Linked DNA regions of Cydia pomonella: region 1 is linked to region 2. A link is a contact called in public Hi-C data. All regions are on one chromosome and are shown on one strand. Each heading gives the region's core, a stretch centred on a gene start, on an enhancer-like site or on the middle of the called end of the contact. The rest is flanking DNA. Distances are from core to core; before and after follow the strand shown. Region 1 holds the start of LOC133520366 (zinc finger protein Elbow). Region 2 holds the start of LOC133520353 (zinc finger protein Noc).

The links. Hi-C and Micro-C count contacts between places; a contact is called where the count stands out from the background.
Region 1: a contact with region 2 is called in a Hi-C map of whole body, with 5 times the contacts expected there. The contact joins the promoter of LOC133520366 here to the promoter of LOC133520353 in region 2. A contact is called at or near these places in 2 of 2 Hi-C or Micro-C datasets (both in whole body).

What each region holds. Positions count from the first base shown.
Region 1 is chr8:1,702,789-1,706,956 of ilCydPomo1, reverse strand. It overlaps LOC133520366 (zinc finger protein Elbow), which reads right to left and starts at 2,749. Exons shown (of 2, transcript XM_061854746.1): 1 at 2,515-2,749. The coding sequence starts at 2,574.
Region 2 is chr8:1,284,349-1,288,359 of ilCydPomo1, reverse strand. It overlaps LOC133520353 (zinc finger protein Noc), which reads left to right and starts at 1,403. Exons shown (of 2, transcript XM_061854728.1): 1 at 1,403-1,611; 2 at 1,780-3,312. The coding sequence starts at 1,525. The coding sequence ends at 3,030.

The sequences.
Region 1 (4,168 bases), core at 1,500-3,999, 420 kb before region 2:
TATGTTATTATTTTTAATTACCTAAGTGTATGTCTGATTTGGTATTGGCAAGATAGAGATCATACTGCATTATTCAAGGTCAAGTTTATATATTTTTTTAATTATATTTATTGAGATAACAATATACATACTGGATATATACAGATGATTACTATAACTAGCTTATATCTAAAGTTATAAGTTCATATTTTAGTTGTGTAATGGCTGATTTCAAACTAAACATGAAATAGCTTAATTACTGCCACGTCCTTCCTCAGGTACATAGCACTAAGTTTCTTGGCGTGACGTTAGACACGGCCTTGAAATGGAATGCCCATATTGATGTCGTGTGTGGCAAATTATCTGGTGCCTGTTTCGCACTGAGCAGGCTGGCGCGTATATTGCCGCACCAGCAACTAAGGGCTAGCTACTTCTCGCTGTTCCATTCGGTGATGTGCTATGGTCTAGAGTTCTGGGGCACGGCTGCGGAATGGCAGCGTGTATTCATTTTGCAGAAACGTGCAGTACGGATTATATCATATGCCCCACACGGAACACCCGCTAGGCAACTCTTCGTAAATAGTAACATAATGACACTCACATCACAATACCTATTTTACATAATTAAATATATTAGAAGTAACATACACCTATTTCCAATAAAGACATTTAAAAGTTCACGTATTACACAAAAACACAAAAATATGTTGGACTCGACATGTTGTCGACTTGCGAAATCCAACAAAACGGTATATGTTGCGGGGCCAGGTATCTATAATAAACTACCCGGCAACATAAAGATTATTGAAAATGACCTGATATTTTACAATCGATTAAAAAAATGGCTGACTACAAATGCCTTTTATGACATGTCAGAATATAATGATTTGAATTTTAATTTAATTTAATTTATTGGATGTATGAATTGTGTTGATTATTAATATTTTATATTGTTATATTTTATATTATTTAATTTGATAATTTTGACATGTCAGAATATTATAATAATAATTTAATTTATTGGATATTTGAATTGTTTTGATTATTTTTATACTGTTTTTATTTTACTGTAATTGAATTTGATTATTATTATTTATTATCTTAATTGTACTCTTAATTGACATAGACCTAATTATATATTGTATTACCTTTTGACTTGTAAAATTTGCAATTTTATCAATAAAGGAATATGAATATGAATATGAATACTATTGCTTTACTAGTATTTTCTAACATTTTCTCGTTTCAACTATTTTTATACTTCATATAAAAACTAAAGATTTCTGGCTTTTAGTTTGTTTAAACGTGTGTAGTAAAAATTACAAACTACAGCGCAAATTTTATTTCTAAATAAATTGACATATGAAATAACGGAGGAGAAATGAAAATAAAAATGCTAACGAAAATGATTATCCAGTAAAAATTAATTGCCTCTCTATTGTTATTTTTATTTTCATTTAGTGTTTTTTGTATACATAGTGTATCCAGTTAACTGATTTGTCTTATTCTTTTGGTTAGCCCAAAAGTTCAAAACTTTAATGATCAGTCAAGTGTAAAAATATGGGTGTACACATCTTACTCAAAAATATGTCCCATAGCATCTTATTCCAGTGTAATAAGAGCGTAGTACCATATTTATGAGACGATTCTTTCGATACATATTTTTGCACTTGACTGAACAAAAATCGGTTTTTAAATCCAATTAATACTTTAAAGTTTTTTCTAAGATTAGAGTAGATTTATACCAGAAATCTTGTGACAAGACCGATCACTTAATATTTATGAAATGACGAAAAGCAGGTGGGGGATGAAGAACAAACAAAGCCCGGTACTTACGAAAAAAAAACCAATGGCAGCATTGCAATGTAGACGTTAAAATGTGATTTTATTTACAAAACTCAAAAGCAGAGGACTTGAAAGTATTTTTTTTACGAATCTACTTCCACGACATCAATTAAGAAGTTGAAGCTTTCTTGAAATATTTTTATTTTATTGACCGCAGCATTTCAAATTGCATGTCCGTTGATTCATTGCTTCGGTCGTTAATGCCAGTTCCTGTGCTCATTATTGTCTATTATCCATTCTTTTCGTAATTATCCAGTTTTACGACTCTGTTTACATTATCACAAAGAGTAATATTCTAGTTAGAATTGTATATGTCAGTGGTAAAGAACGACTAGTTATTAAAGTCATTGTTATGAGAAGTTATTGTAGCATTTATGTCCTGTTTCGCGATTTATTTGTTCAAGAATAATTTACGAGGGTGTATATCAAATTTGGAAACTTGAACAAAGAACGAGACTTTCTTTATGATGCGTGTTTTCGTGAGTTCAATGTTATTGTTTACGTATTCAAAGTTATTTTTAATTAATTAATCGTTTCTCGCCTCTTTGTTCTGTAATATCTTCAATATATTAACTAAGCTTAAGATTTAAAATTGATACTACTTTATATTATCTCCAGAACTAAAGTTTCAACATTTTAGTTTTACTTAAATCAGAACTAACTTTGCTAAAAGCTCTTAATGAAACTTACCGTGGTAGGTAAAGGCGACAGATAATCCGGCCGTAAATACTGATTGCTTGACGTGAGCATGTTGCCCCACAATCCGTTAGATTCCAGCTTAAAAGATTAATCACACACAACACTTCACTACACTAATCCGTCATATCCGTTCACAAATAGCACGTGCGTCTCGTTCGGCGGTCGGCAGCGGACTGAGCGCTTGGCCCCCCCCTTCCCTGACACCTTGTCACTCGTCGCCGCGCCATTTTTGCATTCTGTGTACTTTGCGGGAGCTTTGCCGTCTTATCCCCACCGCTGTTTGACACCCCGCTGGTCGCCCCGTCCCGCTCGCGCTTGGGAAAAATTTATAAGTCGTTTTCCCTCGTTTTGATGAAAGGATTATATAAAATATGCAACGCAGTCAAACGCTAGTGACGACAGAGATGCATCGCGGGGAAATTGAATGGGGTAATTTAGTTTTGAGCGGTTTGAGTTGCGGTTTAGCGCGGCTTTTTATTTGTTTTTTCGTAAAGTAAAATAGTTTCGTACAGCGAGATTTGAAGCTATATGCCAAGCTTATCTAAACTTAATTTAGGGTTGTTAAGATTATTTTCTTATTTAATCAACACCAAGTTGAGATTTGTTTAAAGAAAATTTGATTTGAAGTTCGAATTGATCTCCAAGGTGCACGCAAGCTACATTTTGTGATTTGAGGTAGGGCTTTCATATTTTTGTCTATACTTACAAACAATAGGTTTTTTTTGTCGAATATCTAATGATAAGCAATCCTAAATGTTTTATAACAAAATAAATACTCAAATTAGTCAATAAAATGGCTTATTCTTGCGTAAGCCAGGTAATAAGCAAAGCCAACCCTCATTTAAGACCACCGGCCGCGTTTTTAAAAAACGCACTTCACCACTTCCATTATTGACGAACCTGACTCATCGCAATTTCTGTAATCTAACAAAAGGGACTGTAAACAGTAATGATTCTCCAATTTTTGTTTGTAAAAATGCTTAACGAGGGTTCAACTTTAAAAAAAGAAAGTGACTTAACTGCCTTGTTATTTTTATGAATTAAGCTCTTTTGAAAATTGAAAGGATGATTGTAAAATATTTGGGTGGTCTTTGTTCTATGTTTAATGCTATCTATATTAAGGTTTTCTGTTTTCATGGATTTCTCACATTTTTAAATGACGGTTTAAGGATAATCTTGGTCTTAAATGATAGTCTTAGGGTCTCCCCAAACCAGTCGACGCGGAGTCGGCTTTCGCCGAGTGTTTTACACCACACTATTCGCATTTAGCCGATCGACCGTCTCCGCGGTTGGACACCTGCGTTTAGCAGTCTCATCCTCCTTGCGGCCGTAGAGACGCCCGATCGCCTGCGACTTGCTATCGCAACAGTTGTAAAGCGACGGTCGGCTCTCCCGTGCTCCGTCCTGCCGTCGAGACGTCAGACAGCACACGTACAGCCGTTGAGTCCGACGAACAGATGTAGGACAGCGGGTGATCGGCAATCGTAAATCTCATTTTTGGAGACTGGTTGTTAGTAACAACCTGAGTTTGAAATTGAACAGGCCTGTAAGATTATTTTCCTTGGTAATTGTTACATATTATATAATAACCTGTGATGATGGATATTTTACTTGCACACTTGATCACTATACTTAGAGTCAGACA
Region 2 (4,011 bases), core at 154-2,653:
AAGATAAAGTAAATGTTACGCATGTACCTACGCTGAAACATTTTATTAAAATACCTAGGTAAATCTTGCAAATGATGTCTTTAATGTTTTAGTGTCTGCCATAAGTTGAACATAAACAAGTATGACCATCCATCTTACCATCAGGTGACCCGTCTGATCGTTTGCCTTCTGTATCTTAAAAATAAAAAAATTACAATGGGCTATAATTTCATTAATCGTTAATCAAATAAATACTTATAGCAGATTTGTTTTGAATATATTTTGGGGACAATTTTGCACAGATCGATCTAGCCCCAAAGTAAGCAAAGTTTGTACTATGGGTACTAGGTGACGATATACATTATGTAGATAGGTATGTAAATATGTACATACTTAGATATACTTATAGATAACATATCCATAACTCAGGAATAATGTGATGAACACACAAATAAATGCCCTAACCAGACTACTTCCTTCCATCAGGCGGGCCGTATGCTTGTTTGCCACCGACGTAGTATAAAAAAAAGACTTCGAACCCGAGACCGCCTGCTTCGTAGGCGAGGTCACTAACGACTAAGTTAGGCGGCCGACATTTTCTTTTATTTATCCTTAAAGATTTACAAATGCGAAATTTTATAAGCATTTTTCACAATAAAGTTTCCACAAAAATTTAAGCCATTATTTTCATAAAAGAGGCCTCTTTCATCGGCCCCGCCGTCCCCTCGGCCTCGCGTCCGATCGCAATAAACATGTTTTTTGTTTCGCGTGTCCGCGCGCTGTCAAATATATTACAGCCCGCGGGTTATTTACTACCCTGTCCTCCGCCCATACATTATACTTAGTATCTTTGTTTGGACACAATAAGCAATATTTCTAAAGGGCCGACGTCACCCGCAGCTGTTGATATGGGTCCCCAAATTGACATATTTAATTTGATCGCTACGGAGGGTCCGGAACCCGTGTTTGACAGGTTTTAGTGTCGGATTAACATTAACGTTATAGACTTAGCGCTGTCAATGCTGTTAAATATCCAGAGCACCTAAAAGCGTCAAAGTTCGTGGAATGAAATCCCCTTTGAACTGAGCATAAAGAGACTCGTAAAAGTAAGTAGTTCCGAATGTGAAGCGATGACGCCGTAATAAACGCGATGTCGGGTAAAAACGCGCGGTGCAGCGGTCAGGTACGGCGGCGAGTCAAAGCGTCATGGGTGGCGAGCCGACACCCGCGCACGTCTCAATCCGCACCCGGCGAAGCCGCCTTTCCTTTTCACCCTACCGCAATGCAGCTATGTGTCGTTTCCGCTTTATTTTTTATCGCCGTACGCTGCAGCGGAGACGTCTGCCCCTCCCGCTCTGACAAAGCTCCTCTGTAGCTCTGACTCGCTCTGCCCGCGCGGGGGGCTAGGCGACTGGTGGGGCCTCGCTCACAGTCCTCGCAGCCGCCGCCACGATCGCACGCGTTCTCGCGCCGTGACAGAGTACTTGCCAGAGGCATTCCGTGATCGCAGTGAAGTTTACAAGTGATAGTAAAAGTTATAGCCAAATGGTGGTGCTTGAAGACGGAGGAATGATGGCTACTAATCCTAATCAATATTTACAGCCTGATTATTTGGCTCCGCTTCCGTCCTCTGTAAGTATTTTACTTAAATTGTTTTTTTTTCTACTAAATTTAAAAAAAACTTTAAAAATATAAAACATGAAAAATAAAACTGTATCTAGTATTAGGGTATCTAATGTTGGAAAAAATCTGCATAATATTGTTCAAAATGAAACTTATGTTATTTTTTCTTTGTTACAGTTGGACTCTAAGAAAAGCCCGCTTGCGCTTTTAGCGCAAACCTGCAGTCAGATTGGTGCGGACACAACCCCGTCCAAACCGCTGCTCCCGCCGCTCGACAAGAAGAAATCAGTGAATAGTGTTAGTGACACAGTTATTCGTTCATCACCAAACAGTATGAAACCGGACAAACCGCGTTCTACCCCGGACAACAAACATCTGGCTTTCAAACCTTATGAAGCCAATGTTGTGTCAAAGAAACCCGAGGAGCGCCCTTCATCTAAAGCTAGCTCCGACAGTTCGGACGACAAAAAATCAGGCAAGAGCACGCCTGGAAGGAAATCTACTCCACCATCCGGCGAAAATGGCAAAAATAGCCCATCCAATGAGCAGAAATCTTCACCCGCTGGCTCTTCAGGCACAAGCCCAATTATCCGATCTGGGTTAGAAGTTTTAGGACACGGAAAAGACCCGCTGGCAGCTTTCAAAAATCTGCCCGGATTATCTGGCTTCAATCCGCTTGCCGGCCTCTGCTGTCCTCCAGGGATGGAGCAGCATGCCAACCCTGCCTTCAGGCCGCCGTACGCCGGCGCTCCGTTCAGCGCTCACCACGCAGCCATGCTCGCTGCTGCCGCTGGATTCCCAGGATCATCCCCCAACCCGTACCTTGGCTACGCTAGAGTCAAAACGCCCGCCGGTGGAGAAACTCTAGTGCCAGTGTGCAAAGACCCCTACTGTACCGGATGCCAATTCTCAGTGAACAACCATCACCTCCTCATGAGCAACGGCAGCTGTCCCGCCGGGTGCACTCAGTGCGACCACCAAAAATACAACATCGCTATGGCGATGGCACTATCACAGCAAGGCGCCGCCGGCGGACTACCTTACCCGCAACTAAGCCGCCCGTACGTTTGCAACTGGATTGTCGGGGAATCTTACTGTGGGAAGCGATTTGGAAATTCTGAGGAGCTGCTGCAGCATTTGAGGAGTCATACGACGGACGGATCGACGCCATCGACGGTTTCCTCGTCACAGCCATCGCTGCTTAATCCCTTGAACCCGTTGTTTACCACAGCCGGCCTCCGCGGTGCATATCCGACGGCCCCGTTGAGTCCGCTCTCGGCCTCGCGGTACCACCCGTACTCGAAGGCCGGTCTCCCAGCCGGTCTCGGTGCATCCCCCTACGGTGCCTTCAACCCTGCACTAGGCCCGTTCTACTCGCCGTACGCGATGTACGGCCAAAGGCTCGGCGCGGCCGCCGTCCACCAGTAGGCAGTGTAGTGCATACGAATGTCATAAATTAATGTTGTATTGTCCAATTTTCTTCTGTGATATCGATAGACTCTAACTCATGTTCTACGGCGGGACGCGCCATGACAAATTTAGTGATTAGTGCAATTGTAACATAGTTATTTATGTAAGTGGAATCGCCGGCGATGCGCTAGCTCGGACGATGTGACTCTGTACAGCCAAATGTTATATGTAAATAATAATCTCTATGTTTAATATTAAAGGAATTATTTGGAATATAATATCTACATACCAATCATAAAAGTTTATTTTTATTTGACTCTCGCTCATAAAACGCCCTCTGATTTATGGCTTTCATTAAGGAGATTAATGGTCCGTATCTGTTGAATATTCATTGACACAAAAACATGAAAAATTCATAGATCCGTTTGATATTTCACAAAGTAAAATACTTGAATTAATGAATGTTGAGTATTTATATTACGTGGGAGTATAAATTGTAAATATAAAAAGCGCATAAGCAATCAACGTCAAAGTAACATCAAAACAAAATGTTCCAGCTCTCGACAAGAAGACGTAATAAACTGCGTGATTGATTAATACAGCGCCAGCGCACACATTAGGGCCGTCAATCAGCGGGATCGCGGTAAAACGAGATAGCAATCACGATCACGCCACCCACACCTCGGGGAATAACTAACAAAATAATTCATTTAATTGAATGGCATAAAAAACGCGCGTTAGCCTGACGAGCATCATTAATAACAAAGCCGAGAGCTGTCAGCTTTGTTAATGTCAAGTTTTTTTTAATAAACGCTATTTTGATAAGGCCCATGTCATGTTGGAAATTCAACTGTCAAAATCATAATTGGTCACACGAAAAGACTGAAAGACAGCTTATAGAATAATATGAGACAGAGGCGTCACGTTTTTCTTATAAAATGTCATTTCCATTCCGGTGACATCTCATTAAAAGATAAACTTCTTGTTCTGTTGAATAAT